Linked DNA regions of Mus musculus: all the other regions are linked to region 2. The links are chromatin contacts, called in public Hi-C, HiCAR-type and capture Hi-C maps. All regions are on one chromosome and are shown on one strand. The core of a region is the stretch at or near the end of the contact, and the rest is flanking DNA. Distances in the headings are between cores, read along the strand shown. Region 1 has its middle 55 kb from the start of Comtd1. Region 2 overlaps Lrmda (leucine rich melanocyte differentiation associated). Region 3 overlaps Lrmda (leucine rich melanocyte differentiation associated). Region 4 overlaps Lrmda (leucine rich melanocyte differentiation associated). Region 5 overlaps Lrmda (leucine rich melanocyte differentiation associated).

Region 1 (5,297 bases), core at 1,437-3,936, 900 kb before region 2:
ATCCAGTGGTCTTGTTTATTTTCATTGCAATGGAAAATAAAAAAAGAATCATAGATGCATCCTCCTAAAATTGGCCTGTCCCCTGAACTCTTGTATGAAGACTTTTTTTTAGCTTGCAAGAAGTCTATTTTCATCAAGGTAGGGAATGTACTAGCTTACCTTGTGGGAAAGTTTTATATGGAGCAGGATCCAGTACTGATGAGATAAGAAGACCAGACAGGTCACTGAGACCCATCACTAATGGGTTCACTGCTGGGCTTCACTGGTGCTTGTGTAGCTTGGTTTCTTGCAGGCAGTAGCTGTAGCACTCGAAGCTATGGAAGTCATAGCTTTACAATACCCAATCCAGAAGGTCTGAAAAGGGGCTGATAGAGTGCTGGTCCTGGCCTTCAACCTCATAAAACTGGGTATGGTGACACGTGCCTGGGATCTCAGCTGTCTGGAGGTAGAGGCAGGAGGGCCAGAAGTTTAAGGTCAATCTTGAACGTAGGATAAATGAGACTCTGTCTCAGATAACAATAACAAAGCCCACAAAAGACAATAACAATAAATATTTGAAGAGATTGAGAAATGTTTCTCTCAGAATCAGTCTATGAAGTTTCGCTGAAGGTATACGACTTGCTTAGCATGAGTCATGTGGTTATCCCTGAGTCAATCATTTTGACAGGAAGATGGGATACAGTGATTGACTAGGCCCAAGTCATACCAGGGTCTTTTCCAGGGACTGGCTATCTCACCATTATGTTAAGAGAAAAAAAACCGCAATGAAACCAGGCATTGGCCTATGATCGGTCAGTAAGAGAATTGAAGCTATGCTGTCTTCTCTTGGGGTCTACCTGGTATAGCATTCACACTTCTCTCACCTACCTCTTCATTCTCCTGCGTGGACTTAAACATCAGCCTTTTCTTCCCTCCTCAGTGTGTATGTATATGGATCAAAATGGCTTTCCCAAGCCCCAGCCACTGCATAGCTTTCAGAAACCCAACACTACCTGTGGCTGAGTTCATACTTCAAGGAAGAGAGAACCTGATTGGCTGCAGAGATAGGTGTTATCTTTTTATTACCGTTATTGATTTTGTTCTGCTGGAGATGGAGAGATAGGTGTTTAATAAACGACAGACTGGTCATCAGTGGCAAAGGATATTGTTAACAGGGTTCAAACATGGCTTGGAAGGACCAGTTTCTAAGAAAAGAGGCTGAGGGTGGGGTAGGTATGGCAGAGCAAGGAGGCTAGCAAGGGCCAGGGAACGCAGAGGACAGTAACACACATTGCCTTGACCTCAAGTAGTTTCAAGCATAATTTGACATTGACTGTGACTAATGGCCACAGGGTATCAGAGGAGGGTAAGGCCAGTGATGACCGCAGGCGGCAAGGATGGTAGTGGCCTCTGGGGAGGCAGAAAGGAAGGCATAAGGTTTTCTGCAGTTTGCAGTAGAGGGGTTCAGTACTCTCCTCTCTGTCTCCTCTGAAAACACCAATCTACTTAGATGACCCAGAATGGCCATCCCTCTGTGTCAGGATGCATGTATTAAAAACTATAAGCAGTTTTCATGACTTTTTTGAAAGTCACATTTACTCCCTGCTAAAAAGCCAAGGATGGGGACATAAATAGAAATAACTCCCTCTCTCTCAAAGCTCCAAGGTTAAGAGCAGGCCAATAATCCTCTGCTTTTGGAGACTATAAACAAATCCGTGAGGGCCTCCAGGCAAGGATTCTACTTTTATTTTGTGGTCCAGAAGCATTCTGGATTTGCCCAAGGCCTCAAATCTGGGACTGGAATGAAGCTGCTGGCTGCCAGCCCCTGGATAGACCTGGCCAATCTCTGTGTGAAAGGTGTGGGGGACTACCCCACCTTACAGAGGGACTAAAGACCAGGCCTAGGGATGGATGTGTGGCTCAAGCCAAATCCAGACAGGGGCCAGCAACTCCTCAGAAAAGGGGCTGAAGTTCCATTCAGAGTGTCTTATCTGGACAGACCTCCTTTCCTGCTGGGGGGAAAGGAAGAAAGAATTTTTCTCTGCTGTTTCTTCTCTTTCAGACAGATCAGAGTTCAGATGCTACCCCCTCCCCCCAGCTAAGTTCAACTGACAGGGGATTGTGGGGGGCACTATGAAAGGGGCCTTTACCCAAGTCATACAGGGAGCTGGGGGTCTTGGGTCACCGGCTCCGGAGCACCTGGCTTTGGATTTGGATACAGTTTCCAGCACACAGTGGTTTGTATTCATTCTCAGGACCTGAAAGCTATAATTGCAAGTGCTGTAAGCTCAAAGCCTTCACAGTCTTGTCACTGCTGTGGTGTCTCCTCATGGTGTCACTCACGGGCTGCCTCACTAAAATGTCAGGGACCCAAACCTCACTTGACCTCAGAGAGGCCCCGAAGGCAAAAATCTCGCAAGAGGACAGAGGCTCCAGAGGAGGGGTCCTGAGGAAGGAAGAGAGGGTCTGGCAAGGAGGACAGAGGGGCTGGGCGGAAGAAGAGGGAGCCAGGGAGGCGGGTGAGGGCCATGGCGAGGGCCCCTTGTCAAGGGTCTATCTGCAGGATGATTGATGCGAGCCCGGGTTTTTCTGTCAGCCTGTCACGGCGCAGGAATGTTTAATGTTCTCATTATTGGTTACGCTGTTGTGTATATTTCTCTGTCAGCACCACGGACCCAGCTGAACTGGCAGAGCACTTCAAAGGCCTGCGGGTCATTCATCATCCCCATGACGCCCAGGCAAACGCTCAGCTTCAGCTCCGCGCCAGGGATTTGTTATGACTTGCAAGCGGACTGACAGACAGGGCTATGGCAAGGAGGGGACAAGGGCTGCAGAAGGCCCCCTCCGACCCTTTTTTTGTCACTCTGGGTTCAGGGCCGTGCCTTTGTGCCTCCAAGACCAGCTAGGGGTGACCCTTCAGCACACGTGTGTGCTGGGTCAAGAGTACAGGGTAAACTTGGGTGAGGGGCTCCCTAAAGCACCCCAAATCCTCTCCCTGTCCTCTCTCCTCTGGATACTTAGTGGTATCCCCCCTAAAGTTATGCTGAAGTTAGGTAGTAGTGGTGAGGGGAACCCAAACTTGCAGGGCCAGGGAGGGGTGGGGGGGCAGGGAGAGCCGGGAACATGGGGGCTTTGTTCCCTTTCCCAAGCCTGACATGATTAATCGTTTTCTTCTGATCTAATTTTGGAACATGAAAAACAGCACATTTGTCTTGAAGAAAAATGATGTGCCGAACTGCGCAGATGGAAATTTCGAGCAACGAGAAAGATTAAAGTGAAACCCCACTCCTTAGACCTAATCATGAGTTGTAGATTATTCTGTCGGCCCAGCCAGATGGTAGCTCTGATTCCACGGCCCCTTCTTATATTAATGAATACTAGACTGTTATATTTGACTTAGGTAAGTGAAATGTCTATCAGAGCTAATGGGCTGCCAGCCAGCATAACACATGTTGTACCGCTAAGGGTCCTTGCTGCATTTTTCATGTTTTATACTAATGTAGAACATTTTGTTTCCTACTGGTTTTCATCATTGTCACTGTTTGCTAAATATTTTCGCATGGAAAGGGTGGGGGAGGGAAGCAGAGTCAGGAGGAAAAAGAACCCCCCCTCCCCAAACTTGTGTCCAAAGCTAATTTCCTCCCGCCGGGCTTGGCTATAACTCTGCAAGTAAAAACAGTCACTCGGAGCAATGCGTACAGGAACTCAATAGTAACGTGATTAAGTCCCTAGTCAAGGAGACTACACTCGACTCTATGTTAACAAACCTAATTATAGCCCTGTAGTGATAAATAGGGCCCAGGTCCTTGCTGCATATCTCTGAGGTCACGTTCAGAGAGCGGTTTGACCATCTCTCGTCTCTGGGGAGGGAACTGTCCTGGGGAGGCATCCCAGGCCCAGCATAGCAGAGAGGCGGTTCTCTCTGACCCAGTTGTTCAGTCCCTGGGGAGGGTGAGTAGATGCCAGGCAGTTTTCAGAGCAGAAGGTCTGAGGTGTAAGTAACTTTGGGCTTTGCTGCAGGAAGTGGGAACTGTCATCTCTGCCTTTCTCATCAGTGACCCCAGGCAAGCCTCTGAGGTGGTGACTCCCCTTGGACCAAGCAGATGATAGCTCAGATCTGCCTTCTTCCTCCCGACTTCTCTGAGCAGGAGAGACCTGGAAAAGCTTGCTGTTGTTGAGGAAGCCCAATATTCCTTCCTTAAGAAGGAAGGCGTGGTATCCTGGAAAACGGGGAGTCCTGATGATGGAACCTGAAAGCTGTTTGGGACAGATGACATGGGGTTGTGGATCATTTTCAAGGGACAGTGTCCTAAGAATAGAAGGGAACCCACATCTGTGAACACCACAAGATGCAGCTCAAAGCCTTGGCTGGCAGTAGGTGGCCCCCCTTCAGCTTCTCCTGCCTCATTTCTCACCTGTCCTCAACCATGAGCCCCACATTTCTGCTTCATGAACCTTTTTAGTGTCCCTAAGATTACCAGGCTCATATAGAACAATGTGCTCGTGCCCATTTTATTTCTGACTCTCCGAGCCCTCTGGCTTCTTTCTCTGGAAACCCTCTACACATTTAAAGACCCATCTCCCATGTCTTTACTCTGTCACATTTGGGGACATCCTCTAGATGTCATACTTAGGCACTTCACTCTCTGGATCCCCAGTAGGATTTAGCTGTGTCCCCATAACTCCTATGTTGAATCCTTGATATCTGACTGGTAGCACTGTTAGGGAGACCCTGGAAACGGCATGGAGCCTGGCTAGAGGAAGTAGGCTATGGCTGAGCGTGCCTTTAAGGCCATGGCTGGTCCTTAGATCCATCTTCAGTTTTGCTTCCTGTCTGCCACAAGGTGGGTAGCTTCTTTCTGCATACCCCCCCCCCGTCCCCCGCCACTATGTTTTAACCAGATAGTAGACACAGAGACAAGGACTGGAGTGACTGTGAATGAAGCCTCCTGAAGCTGAGCTAAAAGGAATCTCCTTTAACTTGTTTCTGTCAGGGAACTGGTCACACTGACAAGAGAGGAACTAATAACACCGAAGTAACACCAAAGCGGTCTTTTTAAACACTAAACAACTTTTAATGCTTACATTCTGGGAAGCAGAGGTAGGCAGATCTCTGTTAGTTTGAGGTAAGCCTAGTTAAGGTTAGCCAGAATCTCATAGTAAGACCCTGTCTCAAAGGTATCTATTAGCTTATATTAATTACACATAATAATACATTCCACTAAAATATTTTCATGCATGTATATAATGTATTTGGATCATCTTCACTCCATAACCCATTCTTATTCCTTCTGTCTCCCTTTGCTCCTTCATTCTAA
Region 2 (5,607 bases), core at 1,964-4,463:
CTTGAAATCCAAAGCTGCCACTAGGAATAATTAGGAGTCACAGAACAGATCTCAGTAATGTGACAGCAGCTCCTAAAACATCCCACAGGATAGAGAAACACAAGCTGGCATGACCTATATGTTTAATAATACAGATCATTGCCCTTGAATGTAAGCTAAAGGGCAGGAGTAAGTGCTGGCTTCATCATGTTTTCAGGGGGGAAAATCACCAAAGTTTATTTATGAATTTACCACACAAAGTTCCCTCACTCTGATTAGGAAACAACAGAGCTTTCTAAATAACAACTCAGCATGCAAAAAAAAAATTAGAACAAAACGAAACAAAACAGGAAATAGAAAAGGAAAGAAAAGAAAAGGAAAGGAAAGGAAAGGAAAAGATAAGAAAAGAAAAGAAAAGAAAAGAAAAGGAAAGGAAAAACCCAAACCACTGCCAGAACCTAATTTCTTATATTCTGTCATGCTTGGCAAAAAGTATTAGGTAAGCTCCAGCTTAGACAAATGACTCTGTTAACAGTAGAAATAACCTTTTGTTTAATTAGAAAATAGGAGCTATATGGGACAATAAAAATGGTTACTGCTGCCTCCCGTCACTGTTTACTAAATAGGATCGTGCTGGAGATAATGGTACGTTATTTATTTGTGCAATAGCACACACTTAGTAATTGTTCTTGTTGTTGCGAGTTATCCTGTATGAATATCATGCCGAGTTTGTTTCCTTTGATCCAAGGAAAGAAAATAGCATTTTTTTTTTTTTTTCAAAAAATGACCAGGGTCTCCCTGGATCCAGCTTATTGTGTCTGCATAGCTTTCAGCCCTCTCTGGTAAAGGTGGAGTCTCTATGGAACTGTCAGCTATACAGTGAGAGCTGGTGGCTCGGTTTGAACTGGCCAGTTTTGTTCAAGAGCACCTTCAAGATTTCATGGAACATTCTTTTCAGCTATACTACTTCATGTTCAGTCCAGCACAAGCAAATCCTATAGTCAGGCTGGAGGGGAAAAAACAAAGTCTCCCACCCCAGGATGTGATCATAGGAAGAGGGAGATCTTCATGAGTTCAACACCATAGATGAAGACCGCATTGAAACATAAAACACTGGTTTCTGTCTCTTGAGCTAGGGGTAGGGAGCTGAAGGTGGCACCAGATTTCAGAGTGGATTCCATTTGGTTTCTGAATGTGAATGCTTTAGTTGTGAGGCTGTGTATGCAGCTGGGGTGAGCAGCTAGATTTAACTTATTGCATGTACTCCACATGGCAGCTCATACCCGGTTTTCTTTGTGTATGCATGTGTGCATGTGTGTGTCCTGTGCATGTATGCTTGTGCACATAAGCACGCACACGCGCTCGCGCACGCGCGCACATGCGCGCGCACACACACACACACACACACACACACACACACACACACACGGAGGTCACAGTTAGTCGTCTCCATTTATAGTGTTCTATCTTTTTGATTTTTGAGAAAGGTTCCCTCACTAATCCCGAAGTTCACTGATTCTGCTAGACTAGCTGGCCAGAGAAATCCAGGGACCATCCTGTCTCTACGTCCAAACCAGCTCTGTTATTCAAGAAGTTTGCTTCCTTTCTCTAGCTTTCCCTAGGTGCTGTGAATCCAAACTCAACTCCTCTCCCTCTCATGGAGAGTGGTTAGCCCATACAGTTGTTTCCCTAGTCCCACCTCACACTTGGTTTGGTTTGGGGCTCCAGGGGGTTCCATTTTCACATTTTTATTGTGTTTCTGAGAGTAGATGCTCCATTTCCTGCCTTCTAGAAAAAAATATTGTGTGTACCTTATGATGTTGGGAGATTTACTTTTTATTATGGCTGCTTAAGGATTTATCCCTCCTGACTCTGGTAAGTGTGAGATATTTCCCCTGATCCTGGACTAGCTAGCATTAGGCTTGAATCACCTGGAGAAATCCATAGAACTTTGTATATAGTGTTTTTTATATTTTTTTTTTCACAATCTTCTTTCTATTAAAATCCTAAAGAGCCCTTTCTGGAGGGCTTTTCCATGGGCAACCTTTATAAAAATATAGGCCGTACGTCAAAAGGAAAACCACCACAAAACTCCTTTTCTTCACACAATTCATTTTAAGCTTCAAAATCCCTGCAAATCCCCAGTCTCCTTTTGCAGGCTGGTTCCCACTCCCCAGCCTTCCTCATCGCCCCCCTCAAAGGGAGAAAAAAGCATTTCTTCCAAGGACTGATAAGTCTTTGGCCGATGCTTAGCAACTGCATTCCTGGGCTGTAAGTAGCTGCAAGCCCCTTTGATGTGTCTGTCAGGGCAGATTTATTTTGTTTTAGCACATTGTCTACTTGTCCAGATGTATCGGGAGATAAAAAGAAGTCATGTTTACACTCCTCCTTCTCCTTCCTCTCTCTCTCTCTCTCTCTCTCTCTCTCTCTCTCTCTCTCTCTCTCTCTCTCTCTCTCTCTCTCCCTCTCTCTCTGAGATGTAATTAAATTGTGGATTTGATGAGTCTTGGGGAGTTCCACTTGAAGGAAACAGGAAGTGCCTGGAGTCAGGGAAAAAGGAAAACTTCTTTGGCAGTAGGGACACCTGACTTGGTCAAAAAATAGAGCCCAAGCAGCAGCTATGGCTCGGCTCCGGGAAGCTAGGGGCCTTGTTCTGAGTCTTTTGTCCCGTTTTTATGCAAGGTCCACACAAAGAGGGGCAATGTCCCTCCAGCCCTCCTGGGACTGTGTGTTCGTGAAACCTTCCTTGTTGCTGTATGCAGGCATGGACAGAAGACCTCTACTCTGTTCCCTCCTCCATCCTCTCCCCCTCTTCTTCCTTCCCTCTTTCTCCTCTCCCCTCCTTCCTCCCTTTCCTCCTTGTCCCCTATTCTGTTTCTCTCATTTTCCCTCTTCCATGTCTAATTTCTCTCATGTCAAGATACCACCCTATCACGTTTGTGGTGGCTCGTCTGTTGTCACTCAAAGCTAACACTGTCACTTGCCTGTTTCTGTATCCATGCAATCTCCCCTTCCCGGGGGGTTGATTCCCCTTGAAGTGTGGCTGCCATGCTTTCCGTCCTTTGCTGACCTGGGTTTCTTAATGTTCACATTTACTAACACCATTCCGCGTCCTGTTAATGACCTGCACCGACCAGGACAGGATATATAGTATTGCTGTAGACCGGCCGACAGCAGCGACCACAGTCTCTAATCTGCAGCACTGCCAGCTCTAGATTTACATCTCAAATAGGTTACACTACAGCTCCCCCTTCTGCTGACTGAGCCGCGCAGCACGAGGGCTGCATTGCAACCGGGCTCCGTCCCTAATAGCAGTCCTTAAGACCCTGTCTCCTGTCGTTGGAGGATCTGGCAGTGACTAATGGATGCTTCCCTGCACTCCTTTGGTCTTCATTTGGATTAAACATTTTATGATGCATTCATCAAAAAAATCACAGGTTGCAGGAGCAAGAGAGAAGTATAATAAAAGGCAAGCCCAATTAAGTGAGCCGTATGCTGCTTCACTTAGCATGGGGCCCAGTGGCCTCTTGTTGGAGCCCCAGCCCAGCCTGAGGACTCTGAATGCATCTTGGAAGCCACGGGCTCTGCTTTTGTTTCTATCACTTGTGGATCAGGCTGAACCCCGGGAAGGAAGTCTTCTTTTGTTCTAAACAACCTCTGATGACTCCTTTTGGCAAAGTGTGTGCTGTAACTTAAGCCCTTGCATGCAGCAAGAATCAACAGGGCCCTCCTTGAGAAGAGGCTGCCCATGAGGAATGGGGGTTGCAGGACCCTGTGTGTTCCACTCAGTGAGCATCAAGGGCTCTAAAGGGGTTATTTCCCTTAGAAAACAGTGTGCAGTGACTGGGAAGGCTGATACAAATGCTTTGCTACTTTGTTACGTTGTTTTGTTGTTTTATTTTTAACTTATTTTTTACTTTGTTGCTTTGAACCCGTGGAGACTGAAGGATGGTGTTTGTTTAGCATTAAATAAATGTATTTTATCGTGTGACAAGAATTTATTGAGACATTACTATGAGTCAGCTATTCAGGGTTGTGGTGACAAAATGTGTGGGGAGTTTGCAGTATAGCAGGGGACTATCACTAAGGCAGAGCATGCTGGAGAGAAAGCGTCAGGAGAAAGATTATTCTATTCGGTGAAGATCTCCGGATCTCAGGACTGAGCACCTGAAGGAATAGAAAAGCTGCCAGACAGGTTCCTGCTTGCCAAACAAGGGGAGAGGCAAGAGTCAGGCCTGCAAAGAAGGAAAGGCTGTGCCCTGGGGCCTTATTGGCCATGTTCAAAGCTTGAAATTCAGGCCAAACTTTACATGCTGTTTTAAGCAGAAAAGCAACTTTGTCAGATTTCTGTTTTAAAAGAACATTCTAAGGATTATTGCTTCAGCTAGGACTTTTGGGGTAGGCCAGGAACTCAGCCTCTAACTTGTCTATTTGTTTATTTGTTTGGGGACAGACTGTCCTGTATCTTAGGCAGTGCTCAGACTTGCTAGGCGGCCATGATGGTGTGGAACTTCTGATTCCCCTAACCTCGTCTCAAGCACTGGAATTATATGGCCTTGAGGCACCATGCCGGGTTTATGCAGTGCTGGGGACTGAGCTCCAGGCCCCATGCATGCCAGGCCAAGTACTCTGCCAGCTGAGCTTCGTCCTTAGCCCTCAAAGTGAGCTCTCCGGGGTTCTTTGGTGAAGGAAGGCGAGTGCGTGCGAATAGGGAGTTGTGGTGAAAAGCCAGTGGAATTAGTTTCATGCCGACCAAAGCCAGCACCCAGAGTCCCAAAATAAATTTTTTTTTAGTGTCGTTTTTCTCTTGGCTCGTTGTTGTTTCAGTGGGTTCACCTCCCCTTCTGTTTCCTGCCCCTGTGTCATTGGCCTCTCTGGACACCAGGGTGGATACTTGCAAGCTAAACCCAACAAACCCAGGGGTCCTGTGTGTGAATGAAAGGGAACGAACATACGGAGCCTTCTGTTTATGACTGTGGCAAAATACAGTTGAGACAGTCGAGACTTCTGCTGGGACAGAGTGAGGTCAGGAAAAACGTTTAAGAATAGCTTTTATGAATGGAATATGATGGAAAAAATGATCTCCGAAGCTCACCCTTCCTCCTCTCGCCTTAGTTCCTTCCTTCCTTCCTTCGCCTTTTCTTTCATTTACAAAGTTTGACATCAGGTTTTCCCTAAGTACCACACACATCCTAGAATAGGATTTCCCACAAAGGAAGCCTCCAGGCCTCCTTGTGTCCCTTCAGACCAGGGTGGATTACAGATTTGAAGACTTGAGAGGTGTATGGGGAGGTTTCTTTAGGAAATGCAGCTTTGAAACAATGCTACACCCCCCCACCCCCACCCCTGCCTCTGGCCACAGGAAGAAAGAAGTTGCTGTAATAATTAGAAATACTACATGACAGACTTAATCGTGTTGATACTTGGTCATTTCCCAAGCTGGATTCAGCTGCTTAGATCTGGTCTCTCTCAAGGAAACAGCTTTACACATACATGTTTAGATGAGTGGAACTTTTAGTGTCAACAACTGTTGATAGTATGGAGCAAATCAAGATGGCCTCTTTCCAGAATAGCTTTATGATTGATTATCACATCATTTAGGGAAAAAAAAAAACCTAAAAACTGAAA
Region 3 (5,680 bases), core at 359-2,858, 690 kb before region 2:
ATAGTGTTTGTTTAAAGCATCAGGTATTGAGAAATGCAACAGGGTGAAAAGTTTGACCCCAGCTGCCAGATCCGATCTGCTAGGGGTAATTGAGTTGCCATGTTTTCTCCCTCTTCAGTTTAAATCAAGTTTTGCTATAGCCCATTTACGTGTCAAATTGGTAGCTAAACTTGACAACTTCAGGGTGCAGACTTGCTTTTGATCAGAATTTACATGCAAATCATTTTTTGCCTTGAACTGTCAACTCTGATACTCTGAGGGGGACATGTCTGTCCCCAGCTTCTCTCTCTCCCCACCCCCACCCCAAGCCAAAGGGGATGTTGGCTAATGTTATTAATCAGCATGTGGAAAAAAAATTATCTTGATAAATATGGTGGCTAAACTATACTTTCCCTTTTGTGTGTCAGTTGTTGCAGCCGGGCATTTAATCTCCCTTTACCTAGAAGGAAATCAGACAATTATCCAGCACTTGATGTCAAAAGGAAGCCCGAGAATGAAGGTGGAGGGTCCCAGTGTATTGGGGAATGGACTTAAGCCACCAAATCCCGACAAAGGGCCCTGACAGTCTGCATTTTCTTGGGCATTAAACAAAGTCTTTGGTAAGTTTAAAGAATCTTTCCCTGCATGACTAAACTCATTGAGAGGGTTAGAGAGAAAGCTGCCTCAGAAGTCTTAAGCCTGAAAGGTTTTTCTTTTTTTTTTTTTTCTTTTTTTTTTTTTTGATTTTGCCCTGAACCCTCGGGACCCTTAAAACACTTGAGCATGTGTTGTTCCATCCCTCAGCCAGACAAAGGGGTGTTTGCGCTTCCAGAGAGTTAATAACGACAGGAGTAAGTCTTTCTGGTTTTTGGTTATTCTGTCTCCATCCGCTACCTACCCAAATCATTTAACTGTGATTTACACACTGCCTGCCTCAGTTCTTCTGGACATCTGGGCTCCAAGGAGCAAGAAAAGGCAAGGGCTCAAACAACCACCACAGCCCAAAGACAAATTTAGAAAACAGAAGCTTCTAGAATATGCCAAAGATAAAGAGAGCCGGTTGAGAGTACTCAAGAGTTATCCATTGCAGAGCCCGAATGTCGAGTGTCATAATATTAGATTTTTGTTTCTAGTTGGCCTGAAATTCCGTTCCATCAGTGCACCCCCCCTCCCTCATGGGGTGAGAACATCAAACGTGTTTTCTTGCCAGGATGACAGCCAGCATTGTGTCAGATGGGAGACACATGTAAGCCTGACTTGAGAAGTGAAAAACATCTCAAGATTGGGTCGGTGTGATCGGACATGGCCCCACTGCAGGTCTTTCTGGAACCTCCTGGGCCAGGCCCTTTCAGCCTCTGTCCAGCACTGCCTGCCTTGTGTGCTGTGAAATTTTAATTGAATTGTTAATGACACCGAGGAGTGACACAACACACGAGGAACTTCCAAGAATCAGTCAGGAGGAGCCCCCTTTGCTCACTGTTACAAAACAGAAGACACTGGGAAATTGACAAGTCCAAGCGGCGAGGCCAGGGTCGTAATTGATAGCAGGCTGTCTAAAGCCAAGGCCCTTCTTTGGTAATTGCAAGCAGAGGCGCCTCTCTGATCTCACCAGAGGTGCTGGCCATGCCAGAGCGACCCGGCTTTGACGGATGGCCTTCCCGAGGTAATGACTTCGGCATGTTCTCCCCCTCACATGAGGCTGTGTCCCTCCCACTGGAGAAAATGAGCCGAGCATTTTGCTGCCTCTTAAACAGGCCCCTGTTAAAATAACTCTATTCTATTATATAAGCCCTGTAGTGCCAGGGGCTAAATTTATATGGTTATAAACAAGAGATATTACTTTGGAATACCACAATACTGTGTTTTGCTCTTTCTTGAGGATTTCAAATGGTGTTTTCAAAATAATGGATTTTACTTCACGAAGAAAAGAATGAGGGGCGTGTAGGAGGCAGAAGGCAGGAACTCGTTTCCGAATCAAACCTTCATCCTAGTTTGAAATTCCTCTGTGTACCTTCCCTAATTCACTTGCCCAGTATTTATTTGTATTTGTGTTTGTTTTGCTGGCTGCATTTGACTCTCTTTGGGAGCATCAGAAATATTATTTACTCCAGGACCCTGAAATAAGATAGATATTTTATTTCATGGTTTTTACACTCCTCAAAGGTTTCTTTTTATTCCCCTCCCCTATCCATTTTTGGACATTGATATATTTCAGAACTTTTATGTGGCTTTCCCTCCCTCCATCTCCGCTCCCTTCCCCCATCTCTCTTCCTGGAATGTAATTTTGTCTGTGAAATATGACTGTAAGCTCAAGTGTCCCTGATGATCTATAGTACTTCTGGATTTTCACTCTGTTGGTGACAGAAACTGACTAATTCTGATATAGGGACCCTGGGTGCCCCTCCCCACTGTAACTGGTGCTTTCTGGTATGTTTAAAGTTTGGGTCTCTCATAACACAGTTTCCCACCAAGAACCAATCTTAAAAGGGAGCCAAGGAGATCTGTAAAAACTCAACCTTATATTCTTAATTCTCAGGTTCTTGGTGTGTGTGTTTCTGTGTGAGTGTGCCTCTGTGTATATGTTTCTTTGTGTGTCTCTGAGTGTGTCTGTGTGTGTGTTCACACACTCATAGATGGATAAGTTTGATGGGAACCTGAGAAGCTGGGTTCAGATTTTCCTTATTGGGTATTTCAGGGGAATGGCTACAGAAACAGATCCAGAGAGGAGGGAGTCGTTACTAACCTCAAATGAGGCCAGCCTGCTAGAAGCAACGTTGAGATTAGGGCTCAGAACTCCTGATTCCAAGTCCTGAGTCAAAGTCTACAATCCCAGCCCAGTGGGCAGGCAAAGCTGAACGCGTTTGAAACATAGGAAGGATTTGTTGCTAGCGTTCCAATCTGCACTCTGGATTCTGGAAGGGTGGCCTGGGAGGACCGAGGAGCTCACAAAAATTCTCCTTTGTCAGCCATGCGCAGTCTGTGGGGAAGGAAGGGTTGACGTCTCAGAGGAAGCTTTGGGTTGGAGTTGTTTTTTGTGCTGAAATGCATTATCTTAAGGTGGAAGCCAGAATCGTTCATGAAGTTTCTTTAAAGACTCTAGATCCCCAGAGGAGGAATGAGAGGACATTTATTGAGTGCTGACCAGTGTCAGGCACAGTGCCAGGTGACTCCACACATGGGTTTAGGTTTTAGAACTGTTTCTGAGCTCTGAGAGTTCAAGTTTCTTCATTTGTAAGGTGGTGGGTGAAAGAACTGAGCAGTGTGGCCTAGTGCGCTCCACTGCCTTCAAAGACTATTCTTTAAACTTTTTAATTCTGTTTAGAATTACTTTTAATTTAATTTGATTTTTTTTTTCCTCTATAGAGGATTGAATACAGTACCTCATGCATGCTGGTCAAGTGCTCTACCATAGAGCTACATCTCCCTGTGTTTAAATTATTTACTCATGTATCCATCCATTCATTTACTATTTTGTTATAGAGTTTTACTATATAGCCCAGGTTGCCTTCAAACTCACAATCCTCCTGCCTCTGCTTCCTGAGAGCTAAGATTACAGGTGTGTGCCACTATAACCAAATCAAAGGCCATGCTTTTAAAGACTGCTTAATGGTAAGACAAATCCATGTTATTCACTAAAAGAGCAGGTTATGAAGTTGTGGACATATATGAGCAGTGGACAGATTTGTATAGAAAAGGGGAAAGGTGACTCAGTATCAGAATGTTAATAGGCTATTTCTTGCGTTTGGGTCAAGGACCATTTGAGTTTTGATCTGTTTTTACACATTTCTATTTTACAGGTAATTATAACAGGGATTGTTTCTGTGAATGGTGGGAGTGATACAAGAAGTACATATGTGTTAATAAGTTACTCATGATCAGGAAATAAATAGCCAGGCCTGAGCAATGTAAGGATGGAGGTTCTTCCATCAGGAAACTACTACTGTGTAGTAGTCCTGGAGAGAAAACCTACACCCATTGAGAGTTGATTAATAATAATGATCACTTCTGGTAGTTATTATTATACTGTTATATATATGGCTGTGAGGTTATGAGAGAGAATCTCTGGATACCTATCTATCTATCTATCTATCTATCTATCTATCTATCTATCACATATAGGATCATCTGTGTGATTTATATTTACTACGTCACTGAATCCTCCCAACAGGCATTTCTTGGTACTTAGGTAAATATTCCCATTTCACAGATGGAAGAGTTTAGATTTAGAGAAGTTGGGAAGTGGCAGAGGCAGGCTCTACTCCAAAGTGTACACCTCTAACCACCAGTTAATATTGTCTCCCAAAGGACTCTGTGTGGCTGGTAAAGCCCCTAGTGCTAGTTGTCCATGAGGATTGCAAGAAGGATTTGCTGAAGATGGGTGGGTTATTTCAGCCCATTGAAGGGAAGTTAGAAGAAGGACCAGAAGTCTCCTTCCATCCCCAGCTTAGTAAAAACAGATGAGGTTATCATTCACCTTCAACCAAGATAGGAATCAGGCTGGACACAAGAATGTACAAAGCTGCTAACACATGGGCCGCTTCTAGGGCTCTATTAGACATGGAGAGGGAGGAGGAAGTTGGTTTTCTTTGCTCATCTCTAACTCAGTGTTCCCTTTGGCTGTCTTTGCGAAGGTTTCAGCCCTGGCTTGGATGGATGTGTGGATGTGGCTCTCACAGACCACACCTCCTCCTGACCTAGCTGGAGCATCCAGTTCCCTGGGACCATGGTGCTCGTACCATGGCCACAACCACAGCGGGCACAGAAACTACCGTGGAATGAGTGCAGGCTTTGTCTTTATCAGGAGTGTCATGTGGTACTTCCTGATTGCACCAACAGCTTGCCACCCCATCCGAGTTTCCAGACTAAATACCAGTGCTCAAGCCACATGTGTTTATAGTATATAGTAAATCTCCATTTGCTATAATGGTTTACATTTAAAAGAAAAAGAAAGGCAAACTGTTACGTTTAAAAAAAAAAGAATTTGGGGGACTGTTATAAATTAACTCTATTGGAGTTTCAGGTCAAGCCCAATTTATTAGGGGAGATAAAAAAGAGAGAGAGCTGATGTGTGATCACAATTGTGATTTATCCATACCCTGAGTGGGCCCTCCTTCGGACCTTCGCTTGAACCGCAGCTGGCTTGGTTTATGTAGGACCTGCTGGGAGCTGAGGTTGTAATGAAAACCAGTTATTCTTTCAAATTATTCACAAGAAGAGGGCTCATTTTATCAAGTGCTCTCCTAATTTGATTGTAAGGCTTTGGTATTTATTTTTTCTACATTAATCATGCCTGGTACCTTTGAGGAAAGTGTAAGCAAAGTGGTAAAAGAATTTAAAAGAAAAAAAAAAAAGGACAAATGTTTTCCTAGGGGTGGCCTGTCGGAGCCCTCAGCGGATAATTAGGAAGTTATTTTGGGCTTGGTAGCAAAACCATGAACTTTTCCAGAAGCACTTCTTCAGGGCAGCATGGCATTTAATATTTTTGAAGATTAACCTTTAGCAATGAAAAGACTGTCCGGTATTGACTTGTCTTAGCTGGAACCAGGCAGGCACTGACAGCAAGGGCGTCTGCCTCTGCAGCAAGGCCTTCTCCATGCCCTGGGTCTTCTCCCATTACTTCAAGGTTTCAGAGTTTTTTTTAGTACCTTGGTGGATCAGGGACCCCAGGATCCAGCTCCAGCCTTCTTGCCTGCAGATTAGA
Region 4 (5,215 bases), core at 404-2,903, 650 kb before region 2:
GGCATTGGCGGGAGTTGTGGATTTCTACACTTCCCAGTGTGAGAGTCACCAGACCCAGGCAGTGATGGAACGCTTGAGACACAAGCCATTGTGGCTGAGGGTGTGGGGTCTAAATTGTATTTCACTTTAATTAAGATGTAAATATCTACAGAGAGCTACCACACCGAGCAATGAGGGACCTTAGAAAGTAGCTGCTCCACGGGACTGGGTTTGGACGGGAGTGTGACTGTTCGTGGTGATCAGAGTCAGGGTCTGTGCTAGATAAGGAACATGTGGCTTTCTCGTCCAGCCTTTGTTTCCTCCACTAGGAGTCCATTGTATAGCTGGGGAAACTGAGGCACGGGGCTCCCATGTGGACCAGCTTAAGGTCACAGAACAAGTGAGGCAATAGGTTTGCTATTGCCAGTTTCATCATGCCCCTTCCTTGGGAGCGGCGTCCTGTCCATGGGCACCCAGAAGGTTACTGTTCTCTTCAGGTCATCTGGAGCTGGGGCTCTTCTGTCATAGCATTCTTCATCTTAACATTCAGCACTCTATGTGAGGCATGTGCCAACTCTGAAACTACTCGAAGGGAGCCCCCACATCCCTTGTGTTGGCCAGAACTTTCTGGAGTGCCACCAGCCAGTTGGTTCCATCCTGGAGAGAGCCCTCCTATAAACCTGTCCACCCTGTAATCCTGAATCAAGCGTTTGGCCTTTAGGCCAGATGCATTCTCCTGCTTCTCCTCTCCCTGCTGATCCTGTAGCTAAATTACCCTGTGTAAACAAGGCTTGGAGGCTCCTGACTGTGAGAGATGAGCTGCTGGCTTTTGTGGAGGAAGAAAATAGACCTGGGTTGGAAGAGGTCATGAGCAGGTCAAAGTGCCAGAGGAAAATGCTGGAAGGTCTCCAGTTTCCACACTTGGAAGTGCTTCAGGAATGTGCGGTGTGCCCCCTGGAATAGGTAGGTGTCTATATGCCATATATACAGCCACCTATATGTTTTAACTGGAATCCCCTCGTATGGCTTATTAAATAAAAAATACACATTAAAATAACAACGACAACAAACAACCCAGTGAAGGTCAGCCCAGACCTTTGGAAGAACTGTTGAAATAGGGCTGGGCGGTTATCTGCTAATCCCCCAAGTGTGCACAACTCCAGAAACAGCACTCCGTGTTAAATCTCCAAGTGCAAAGAAAATGCCTTGAAATTACAGTGTTTGGTAAATTAGAGACTTGCTCTCAGCAGCTCCCCCTTCCAGGGCTGAGGCCCAGCCATTTCCACTCTTCCTTGTTTACCTTAAAACCCACTTTACTGCCTGTGGTGTCTCTGTTAACCTCCAGAACCCTTGCGATTTCATTCATGTGATTTGTTATTGAATGACCTTTTGAGGATTTTACAAAACATGACCTTTTCTTGTCAAACATTCAAGGGTCTGTAAAGTGAAGCTGTCAGGGGGACTCTGTGTGTTTGCTAATTATAACTAATATGTTTCCCCACATCCTTGGAAATGCAAATCGCTTATTTGTCCCATGAATGGCTGCTCTTTCTTGCCTGTTAGTTTGAGAAGCTTGGGAGCCTCTCAAAGGGGCTTCTCTGGCCTGGGAATCCCTACCCTCGTCTTAAAGGCCTAGGGAAAGGGAAAGCTGATTTTGTTGTAAGTTAATTTGACCCCTTGGGAACCACAAAGGAAGATGCCACGGGGCGGGATGGTGGTAGGGGAGAAGGACAGAGTTCAGAACAATCCAATTCTCCAGAAAGTAATGGGCTAAGGGCAATCTCAGGAATGTTCTGTGCTGTTCTAATACTTAACCCAAGGGAAAGGGCTTTTTGTTTGTAGGTGGAAACAAAGGCAACGGGAGGGAATTTCTGTCTAGGACAATAGGATTACAGGGAACGAAACATTACAACCTGCTTTCCTTCCCTTGATTTTGATAGTTAAAATGGAGCCATCACTTCAGCCAAACGACAGATACAGTGTTGCAAGGGCCTGGCCTCTGCTTAGAGTTGTCCAAGCATTTGCACATTTCCCTCACCTCAGCGCTATGATCCAGGTGAAAGTTATCATTATCATTGCCAGGTTACACGGCACAAAGGAGCTTCAGGAGAAGTAACTTGGACAGGGTCTGTTGCCAAAGTCAGGCTTTGACCCATGGTCTTTCAGACTAGAGGATGTTAGAATGTTTCCTCAGAAGTATGAGTTTTGACTTGACAAGTGCTACTAACCTACTTCCCTTCAAAACTTTCTTTTCTCTACCAGAAGGGTTTTGTGTGTCTTTTCTTCTCCAGAGTGTTAGCTTCAGAAATTGATAATTACTTAACTGAGCTATGGACAGCTTTTCTGAATCCCAGTTTGGGGAACTCAGGACCAGATCCGATCATGGGAGAAGAGGTAAGGAGTACTTGTCAGGCTCCGGATGTATTTACAAATAGATCTGGTCAGACTTCTTATTAGTAAGAAACTACACTCTCTGAACATCCCAAATGACACATGGTTACTGTCATTGATGATTTGAGGTTAAAGGGGGAGGGATTTTGATTTTGAGTGACTAAGCAACGACTGTTTGTTTAAAGGGAAAGGGTGGGATCACATACGAACTGAATAAACCTATTTTCGGAGCTTGGAGAAATTCCATTTGCACTGTGTAAATTGCTGGAAGATAGCGTTTTGTTTTGGTTCCTTTCCACTCAAGGTGGGGCTGTGGCTTCAAGAGGTCGACCAGCCATAAAGTTGCTGCATGTTGGACTGGCTCCCCAGAGGCTAATACAGAGCCTCTTTTATAAGATTCAAATGCTTGGCCCTGCTCCGCTGTTGATCCCCCCAGTCATTTGGAAAACTCAATTTATCTAGGTAGGGGGATTATTGGGTTTCTCCAGCTTCCAAGTATAACTCCTAGGAGATGTCTTTGAAATGACTTTCATGTGTTTTCCTTCCTCATTCTGTTGATGGACATAGATGCGCAAGGTAATTTGTGTCTTTGGAACAATGGAAATTTTTGAAGTATTAGCTCATTGTTTGGAAAGGGTCATTACAACTTTATGTACTAAAAAAAAAGTTCAGACTGAGGATAGAAAAATATATTTCACTCCTTTTATGAGTCTGCTCTCAAGAGCCAAGCAATTTGTTATAAAAGGACGTAAGAAATATCGAGAATGAGAAAAAGTTATTCGTTTTATAAAGCCTCGTCCCTCTTCATGCCTCTTTCCCCACCAGCCCTTGACTGCTCCATAAATGACCCTCAGTGTGAGAGAAGCTGTCCACCCTGCTATTTCACATGTATTGAAGATGTTTATGAGGGGTAGTTAGATTTCAAATGTACAGTAACCCAGTTTTCCACTAAAGAGGACCCTTATATCTTAGTGCCTAATGCCATTGGTTTATGCATTTCAGGGGCATGCCATTCTGTATATAGTCAGCCTGACCTTAAAGTTTTTTAAAAGTCACCATTTCCTAGAGTAGATCCCAAGTGAAGAAGGAAATCATGAAAGTTTCATTTTGGCAGCTTCTCTTTTAAAGCAAGTGAAGTTTAGGGTCTGTGTCATGATTAAGAATGGACTTTTAAAATGAATTCTGTCAGTGACAGTCAGTGGTGATAGCCTGAGCCACCTCCACACTTTGCCTGAGTCTTTATGGTAAGAAAAAGAAAAAGGAAAGAAAATTCTCCCAAATATGATTAAATTCATTTCAATCATATAAAGTAATTTTAGTAGACGGAAAGTGATGGAAATTTATGAGAGGCCAGACATCAGATCTTTGAGAGAGTAATTGTATGAGTTTGCTGATTCTTGGGACTATAAGGGGAAATATTTAATAATCTGATGAAAAGGAAGGCTGTTTGCTTTAAACAAGAAGCACATGAACATTTCAATTTGCTTTTGGTTTCAGGGATTCACAGATCACACTCACGGTTGTCTTTGCTACCCCAGGTTAGTCCCCTTACATTAAAGGTCTCCCTACACACCCTGGGAGACTTAATGCCTGACCAAGGAGCCAATTCAGTCACTGGTGTGCATTCAGTTTCTAAAGATTAAGGTAAAATTTGCTATATTGAACATGAAATTATTGGCTCCTGTCCACGATGCCGTATCCCTAGTATCGGGTGGATGAAGACAGCCCAAGATCTTGATACACACAGTTGGGATGGTAGAAATCCACTAATGACTGTGGAGATGGCTCGGTTGGTAAAGTACTTACTGTACAAGCATGAAGTTTGGATCCCCAGCACCTGTATAAAAGGCTGGGTACAGTGGCACGTGCCTGTCAACCCAGTGCTGGAGACAGGAGGACCCAGGGCTTTCTGGTCAACCAGCCTAGCTTAATCACTGAGATCCAGATTCAGTGAGTGTGCGCATGCACGCACACACACATGTGCATGCACGCATACCTCCCTATTTACTAATTTTGAATTTTGAAGCTGTATAGTTTAATGAGAGCAAAATGATGAAGTTAGTGTTAGGAGATGCAGGTTTTCGCTTTTTCCCGTGTTGAACGAGACATCTGATCTGTCTGATCTCCAGTTTTATCACTTGACTCGTGACTCTCATGTATGATTTCAGCACCAATTATCCATTCCCCTTTTGACTTTCCACTCGTATTTTATTTATTTAGTGCATATATGTTCAAGAGCACGTGGAGGCCAGAGGTCAACCTTATGTGACTCCCTTGGGTGTTATCTTCTTTTACTTCTGTACTTTCTCTTCCTTCCTTCCTTCCTTCCTTCCTTCCTTCCTTCCTTCCTTCCTTCCTTCCTTCCCTCCCTCCCTCCTTCCCTCCTTCCTCCCCTCCCTCCCTTCCTTCCTTCCCTCCTTCCTTCCTTCCTTCCTTCTATCTTTTCTTTTTCTTTTTGGTAGAACTAGCAAGCAACATACCAAGTAGGCTAAGTTGGCTGTCTAGTATCCCTGGGGATCTATCTGTCTCTGCCTCCTTGGGGCTGGCATCACAAACACCCTCTACTATGCTCAGTTCCTTAGTTACCCTCTATCATGCAAGGTGAATGCTTTAGTGACTAAGTCATCCCTGGGCTGCCATTTGTATACCATAGAATCAAGTTCACTGTGCAAAAAGAGAAAGTTAGACCTGATTTTACTTTTTAGGAAGCTTTCATATTTAATTTGGGCATTTCAGAAAGTCAAGGATATATAATATTTTATATATTATATGATATGTACTATATATCACAATATATAACACATTTTATGTGTCATATATCATATAACACTATTATATAATTATA
Region 5 (5,482 bases), core at 1,092-3,591, 720 kb before region 2:
ATTTCCAGAACAGAAGTCAATGAAATAAATATGAGTAGAATCAGCCAAGAGAAGCCTCAGTTTCTTCATACCCTGGCTGTACTCCCTGTGCCCACAAGTGTTGCCTGCCTTGATTCTGTGATTACAATATGTTGGGTAGCATTGCACAGGGCAGTCGGTAGAGCACAGATAGCAGCATGGTGAAGATGCCAGGGCAGGGAAAGACCAAGGATGACATGCCTTGGTGCTTTGGAAGCTACCCCGAGAAGCCATAAGCACTGCAAGAGGAAACCAGGAAGTACTCCATCTGCTTGGTCATAAGCCAACTGTATCCTCCAATGGAGTCGGTGGTCACCTCTGTGTTGATGTGGACAATGCTTTAAGTGTTCCATGTATTGCTGGCACAGTTTAGCTCTATATTGGTCTCTTAGTCAGTGCCCCGTGAGTCTGATATGTCATTTCAGTGACTGGTTGTTGTAGGCTCCTGGATGTTGTAGAATATGTGATTGGATGTTCTGTCTGTTTCCTGGTAGGCTGTGTGTTTCCAAGTGCTGTGTGGGGTTCCCTGGGTGATAGTGAAAGTGTTGTAGAAATCTGAGCTAGGGGTGATGGCAGTAGAAGTGGTGCCAGGATGCTTGCTGTCCCCCCAGGGGCCCCCTCCTGGCTCTGGTGTGCAGCTGGGATGGGACGCTGGGTAGGCTGAGGATGTGGGCAGGTCTTGCCTGTTTCCCCAAACCCAGATGGTCATTCAGGTGCGAAGGACAGTGTTTGCTCAGCTGTGTGCATGCCTGGTGTGCGGCTCTCGTTCCTCAGCACTAACCCTGGTGACATCTGATGCACAGGGAATGTCCCTCCCGTGGGGGAAATGACATACTATTAGTCTTTCCTCCATACACTAGCCAACATAACAGGATGACACTGTTCGGAGGTACTTGGCTGGTTGGAATTTTGACAAGATGGCAGCCTAGCCTGTTTTGGGGAGTCCTTACTACTCAGGGATACCCCGCTGATGGCAGGCACTCGTAATGGGGTGACTGCAAGCCATCTGTGATCATGCAGTATTTGTCCTGTCAACCGCAGAGGTTTTTCTAAATAATGTGTTCACTGAGCCCCTGAGGTGCCAATGAGGCCTACAGGAAGGGAGCAAGAGAAGAGGCCTCTGTGAAAAACCCAGTGAGGTTTTTCACTTAAGGGGTCATGCTGAAGTCACCCAGAGGGGACCCCACTTGGGTAAATAATCAAGGGGGTGAAAGGTTGAGAAATGTGGAATGCGTTTCCTACTGGCTGGGATGTTTCTGGGCCAGCTTCTAGCCATTGCTTCTCTGCGCCCCACCCCACCGTTCTTAATGACTTATTTGTACTGGAAAGCAAGCTATTAATCACAAACAGAATAGCTCTGCAACTTCCAAACACACAGAGAGCAGTTCTAGGGACTGTGGAAAAGCCAAACCCTTGGCAGAGAGTTTTGAAAACGCCCTCCTTTTATATGTATTTGAGAAATGCCACCATTTCTCCTCAGGCCCTGAAGGTTCCCTTTAATTAGCAGTGAAGTTCCCATTTCGCCTTTCTTCCCGAGGCATCCATAAAGCAGCAGCCTAGTAAAAGGCAGGTACACAGCTCTCAATTGAGCCCTATTGATGTGCTAGTATAGTTTTAATTGTGTTGAGATTTCCTTGCCAAAGTGACACATGCAGAGGCATTTTCAAAAACGTATAAGGTTCGTAACTCTTTCCCTGTCTCCAGCTCTTGAATTATGAATGTGTCTTCGGCTGCCTAGTCGGTTCTTCCGAATCTGTAAAATTATTTTAATAACCTGTGTGGGGGTAATGTTAATCTGTTTGCATAGTAGTGTGAATTTATTAGCATTCCTACCCCACTTCAGGGAGCTAGCTTGGCCCTTTTGATGCAAGCCCTGGATTGCAAGATGAGGAAAATTATGGTATTTGCCTCTCTCTCTCTCTCTCTCTCTCTCTCTCTCTCTCTCTCTCGTATTTCCTTTCCTCTCCCTTCCTTCTCCGTTTCACCAATAGCAATAATTCTATTCCACAGAGTGTGTGATAAATCAGCCGAGAAGGACTGAGATTTACCATAACAAGACATGACCTATCAGCCTGTCAGGTCTGAGTTGACTCGGAGCCTTTTGGGCTGTGTATTTCTTCAAAGTCCAGGGCCAGTTTCTTCGTCAGTTGCTCTAACTAATTTCAGAGCAGAGGGGAAACTTGACTGGAGTGCTGTTTGCGATCTGCTTTTTAATCCTGGTCTGTTTAATGTTTGCTTTTGACAGTCTGGGCCAGACATCATTTTAATGGTATGTGTGGTGATAAAGCCAATAAACTGTCAAGATGATTGATAATCTAAGCATTATAGCAATACGACTTTCCTGTTCTCCTCTGTGCTTTAGATGATGGCTTCCAAATTGAATTCCTACAGAGTGTGTTGTGTGTGCCTGGTGCAGACTTCCTAGAAGCCTTTGAGGGAGGTAGCTGTGCTCAACAGCAGACTTTTAGCCCTCAATTACCCACACAGATAGATTTGCATATTTGTCCGTACCCTCTAATTTGGGAAACATCAAGAATTTATGGCTCTGCCCTCCTAACAGTCCCCCAGCAATTTATAGGCACCAGTGCAACTTTTTATTATGTCTTTATGGTGTTTTTTCACCTGGCACGCATCTTGGATTCCATGTGGTTGACTCTGTTATCTGTGGTTGAAAGACATCACAGATAACGAAGTCCACCATATTAGAGACAGGCTTCTGGGCTACTCCCTGCGCTCTTTGTTTCTTTCCATCCCCCCCCCTTTGATTTAGCAGACATTTTTAAGCATCTGGACTTCATCTCATTAATCAGACATGACCAGGTGTTTGAGAGTGGTGACAGTGGGAGTGCTTAACCACTCTTTGTTGGCCCTTGCGGGCCACCATTGCTAGGCTGATATCTCCTCTGTTACTTGGGAACAGAAACTCACAAGGCCAGAGATGTTGTAACATACTTACACAATTTTTATCAGGAGAGCATAAGCAAATATCATACTTAACACTCTTTTTGTTTGTTTGTTTGTTTGTTTTTTGAGACAGGATTTCACTGTGTGGTCTTGGATGCCTGGAGCTTGCTCTGTAAACCAGGCTGGCCTTGAACTCACAGAGATCCATTTGCTTCTGCCTCCAGAGTGCTGGGACTAAAGGTGTGTGCCACCACTGGCCAGCTTTAACACACTTATTTTGACTTAAGATGTACTTTTGTGCCCACATAGCTGTGTTACTTTTATTTAGTGTCTACTGATTAGACTGTGTCTAGGAAGAACACTAGGCTTTTAGGCTGGTTCTCTGGGATGTTAGTAGCCCAATCCGCATCTCTGACATCTGCTGACATGGGGAATTTTGTGCATTTCTTTCAGGTCTTTTGTGCTCTGCAGATGGTAGCAAGTCATAGAGAGGTGGCAGGTCTTGACTGCTGGCAGATTTGGGGTTAATCATGCCCACTCAAAGCCAACCATCCTTTCAACTGCTTTCCTTCTTGTTAGCTAATAGCCATTTTCCTTTTGACCAGGGGACACTGAATAAGTCATTTCAGTTTTCTGGCCTCAGTTTTCTCATCTCAGTGAAGGAACTGAATTTTCTAGCCTTTAACACACACAAGCACACACACACACACATGCACATGTGTACATGGTTGTTTTTGAGTGGGTAACTTGCCCTCTTGTGGAGGTCAGTGGTGGATGTCAGATGTCTTCCTGTGTAGCTTTTGGTGAGAGCCCGAGGCTTGTTGTTTTGGCTAGGCTGCCTGGTAGGAAGCCCTCAGGATTCGCTCCCCTCACCCCTTGCCTGCACCACTCCACACTCATGCTCTGTAAAGCAAAGCTTTCACGTGGATGCTGGGTCTTGAACCCAGACCTTTTGCTTTTTACCTTTTCCTTACCCCCGGAGTCATCTCCCCAGCCCCTTAACTCTTAACCCTGCTTCATCACCTGGAGTTTATAGGGCCCATAACCCATCCTGAGGCCAGTCTGTTAGAAGCATAGGGGAGCTGGCCACAGGCTCCCCAACTGTGTGACTCTGGAGGTCATTTGCCACCTGCCTCTGGTCTTCTCTCTGCAACATGAAGACAAGGTTGTCCTGAGTTCAACTGAGAAATGAAAACACCTGGCAGAGTACCCAGCACAGAAGACACACTCAATAAATATTTGTGTGACAGGATATTAATTTCAGATTGTCGCTGCACTTAAAAAAGTCTTCCTGTTTTAACCGTGCAATTCTTTGGATCTCTTGTTTGCCTGCCCCCTTTCCACTCATTAGCTTGCTTGGGTATGTGATGTTTACTTTATTCAGTAAGGAACTGTGGGCAGAAAACGCAGAATAGGAAAGGCCAGGCTTGGCTATTGAATTTGAAAGTTTAGGCTATAGTATAGGGGGAAAAGATTTACAAGAAAGCACAGTGGAAGAAGAACTAATTGACTCTGAATAGGAGGCAAAGATGTCCCAGGACTGGGAGGAGGTGGGCAGGGTGGGCAGAAGCACAGGCTTGTGAAGGGCTAGAAAGGGGCTGTGCATCTGTCACGCAGCACACTGTGCTCTGGGTTAACACTCGCCTCCGTCTGCCTGGGCACTGAGCTTAGAGGAGAGTGCTGCGAAGTGCTGACGTCTGGATGGAATACAGCTGTCGCAGTCATGAATACACGGCAGCTGTGACTATCTGTACAAGACCTGCACACACACACACACACACACACACACACACACACACACACACACACACACATCCACACACACCCGCACACAGAATGAAAGTAGAGGGGGACTAGTTGGAAAGATGAAACTGTCAAATGTAGAGATTGGAAAATGAAAAGCAAGCAAGTAAGCAGGGAGAAAGTAAGTTGTCCAGGAGGTCCAAACACACGAGGGCATGGTAGAGGCTTCTAGAAGGAGGAAGCCAGAGTTGGGTCGGGTTCGAAAGGCAACAGATTTTGTTAGATGATACTTACAAGCTTTAAAATAGAAATTCTCAGGACACATAGACTAAATTCTGAACTGGGCTTTGATCTCTTGGCCAACTGAATTGACCGTGGTATGTGGAAGCATCTGAGGACCAAAAGAAGGGAGAGTCAGGGATGCTGGGCAGAGGTGGTCAGTAGGCAGAGATGAGCATCCTGGGAAGCTGAACAAGTCCCTGGAGCTAGAGGGGATTCCTCTTTTTTAAAATTAAAAATATTACTTAAAATTACATCGATTGATTGATTGATTTGTGTGTGTGCATGTACCATGGCGTTTATGTGAAAGTGGAAAAGAGCTTTGCAGGAATTCACCTCTCATGGGTTCTGGGGATGAAACTCTGGCCATCAGACTTGGTGATAAACTCCTTTACCCTTTGAACCATCTTGTCGCCGTGGGTTCCTCCTCTACTGTGGTAGCCACACATACTGTCCCTGGCCAATCACTGCTTGGGGATTGCACCTGCCTGTGCCTCAGCTCCGTGCCTGGAGAGGAAGAGGGTGGTTGGTACTGTGA

What was found. Hi-C and Micro-C count contacts between places; a contact is called where the count stands out from the background. HiCAR-type assays count read pairs that join an accessible place to other places. Capture Hi-C pulls out chosen DNA fragments and counts their contacts.
Region 1: a Hi-C map of uterus shows a contact between it and region 2, with 2.6 times the contacts expected there. The contact joins two enhancer-like sites. A contact is called at or near these places in 9 of 484 Hi-C or Micro-C datasets (the HPC-7 cell line, the N1E-115 cell line, embryonic fibroblasts and 3 more) and 4 of 115 datasets of contacts at active chromatin or transcription factors (a colorectal cancer cell line, embryonic fibroblasts, embryonic limb bud and 1 more).
Region 3: a capture Hi-C map of embryonic tail shows a contact between it and region 2, with 9 times the contacts expected there. The contact joins two enhancer-like sites. A contact is called at or near these places in 2 of 484 Hi-C or Micro-C datasets (embryonic stem cells and nephron progenitors), 4 of 115 datasets of contacts at active chromatin or transcription factors (cardiomyocytes, embryonic fibroblasts, embryonic midbrain and 1 more) and 2 of 9 other capture datasets (embryonic tail and embryonic trunk).
Region 4: a HiCAR-type map of kidney shows a contact between it and region 2, with 4 times the contacts expected there. The contact joins two enhancer-like sites. A contact is called at or near these places in 6 of 484 Hi-C or Micro-C datasets (the N1E-115 cell line, embryonic fibroblasts, embryonic stem cells and 1 more), 3 of 115 datasets of contacts at active chromatin or transcription factors (embryonic hindbrain, embryonic stem cells and kidney) and 1 of 9 other capture datasets (embryonic stem cells).
Region 5: a contact with region 2 is called in a Hi-C map of the N1E-115 cell line, with 19 times the contacts expected there. The contact joins two enhancer-like sites. A contact is called at or near these places in 1 of 484 Hi-C or Micro-C datasets (the N1E-115 cell line) and 4 of 115 datasets of contacts at active chromatin or transcription factors (cardiomyocytes, embryonic fibroblasts, embryonic midbrain and 1 more).

What each region holds. Positions count from the first base shown.
Region 1 is chr14:21,901,310-21,906,606 of GRCm38.p6, forward strand. No RefSeq gene overlaps it. Among named protein-coding and RNA genes, the nearest start is that of Comtd1, 55 kb to the left of the region's middle. Within about 2 kb of position 2,687, at least 70 of the 459 cell types and tissues checked have an H3K27ac peak or open chromatin away from gene starts, as enhancers often do. A contact at or near this core is called in the HPC-7 cell line, the N1E-115 cell line and uterus, where this site is marked.
Region 2 is chr14:22,805,233-22,810,839 of GRCm38.p6, forward strand. The region is part of intron 5 of Lrmda (leucine rich melanocyte differentiation associated); the gene reads left to right. Among named protein-coding and RNA genes, the nearest start is that of Gm30926, 6.7 kb to the left of the region's middle. Within about 2 kb of position 3,214, at least 77 of the 459 cell types and tissues checked have an H3K27ac peak or open chromatin away from gene starts, as enhancers often do. A contact at or near this core is called in the HPC-7 cell line, the N1E-115 cell line, kidney and 1 more, where this site is marked.
Region 3 is chr14:22,113,608-22,119,287 of GRCm38.p6, forward strand. All of the region lies in intron 2 of Lrmda (leucine rich melanocyte differentiation associated), which reads left to right. Among named protein-coding and RNA genes, the nearest start is that of Gm41107, 85 kb to the left of the region's middle. RefSeq lists an enhancer at 1-2,344. Within about 2 kb of position 1,609, at least 40 of the 459 cell types and tissues checked have an H3K27ac peak or open chromatin away from gene starts, as enhancers often do.
Region 4 is chr14:22,154,463-22,159,677 of GRCm38.p6, forward strand. The region is part of intron 2 of Lrmda (leucine rich melanocyte differentiation associated); the gene reads left to right. Among named protein-coding and RNA genes, the nearest start is that of Gm41107, 130 kb to the left of the region's middle. Within about 2 kb of position 1,654, at least 18 of the 459 cell types and tissues checked have an H3K27ac peak or open chromatin away from gene starts, as enhancers often do. A contact at or near this core is called in kidney, where this site is marked.
Region 5 is chr14:22,088,745-22,094,226 of GRCm38.p6, forward strand. All of the region lies in intron 2 of Lrmda (leucine rich melanocyte differentiation associated), which reads left to right. Among named protein-coding and RNA genes, the nearest start is that of Gm41107, 60 kb to the left of the region's middle. Within about 2 kb of position 2,342, at least 35 of the 459 cell types and tissues checked have an H3K27ac peak or open chromatin away from gene starts, as enhancers often do. A contact at or near this core is called in the N1E-115 cell line, where this site is marked.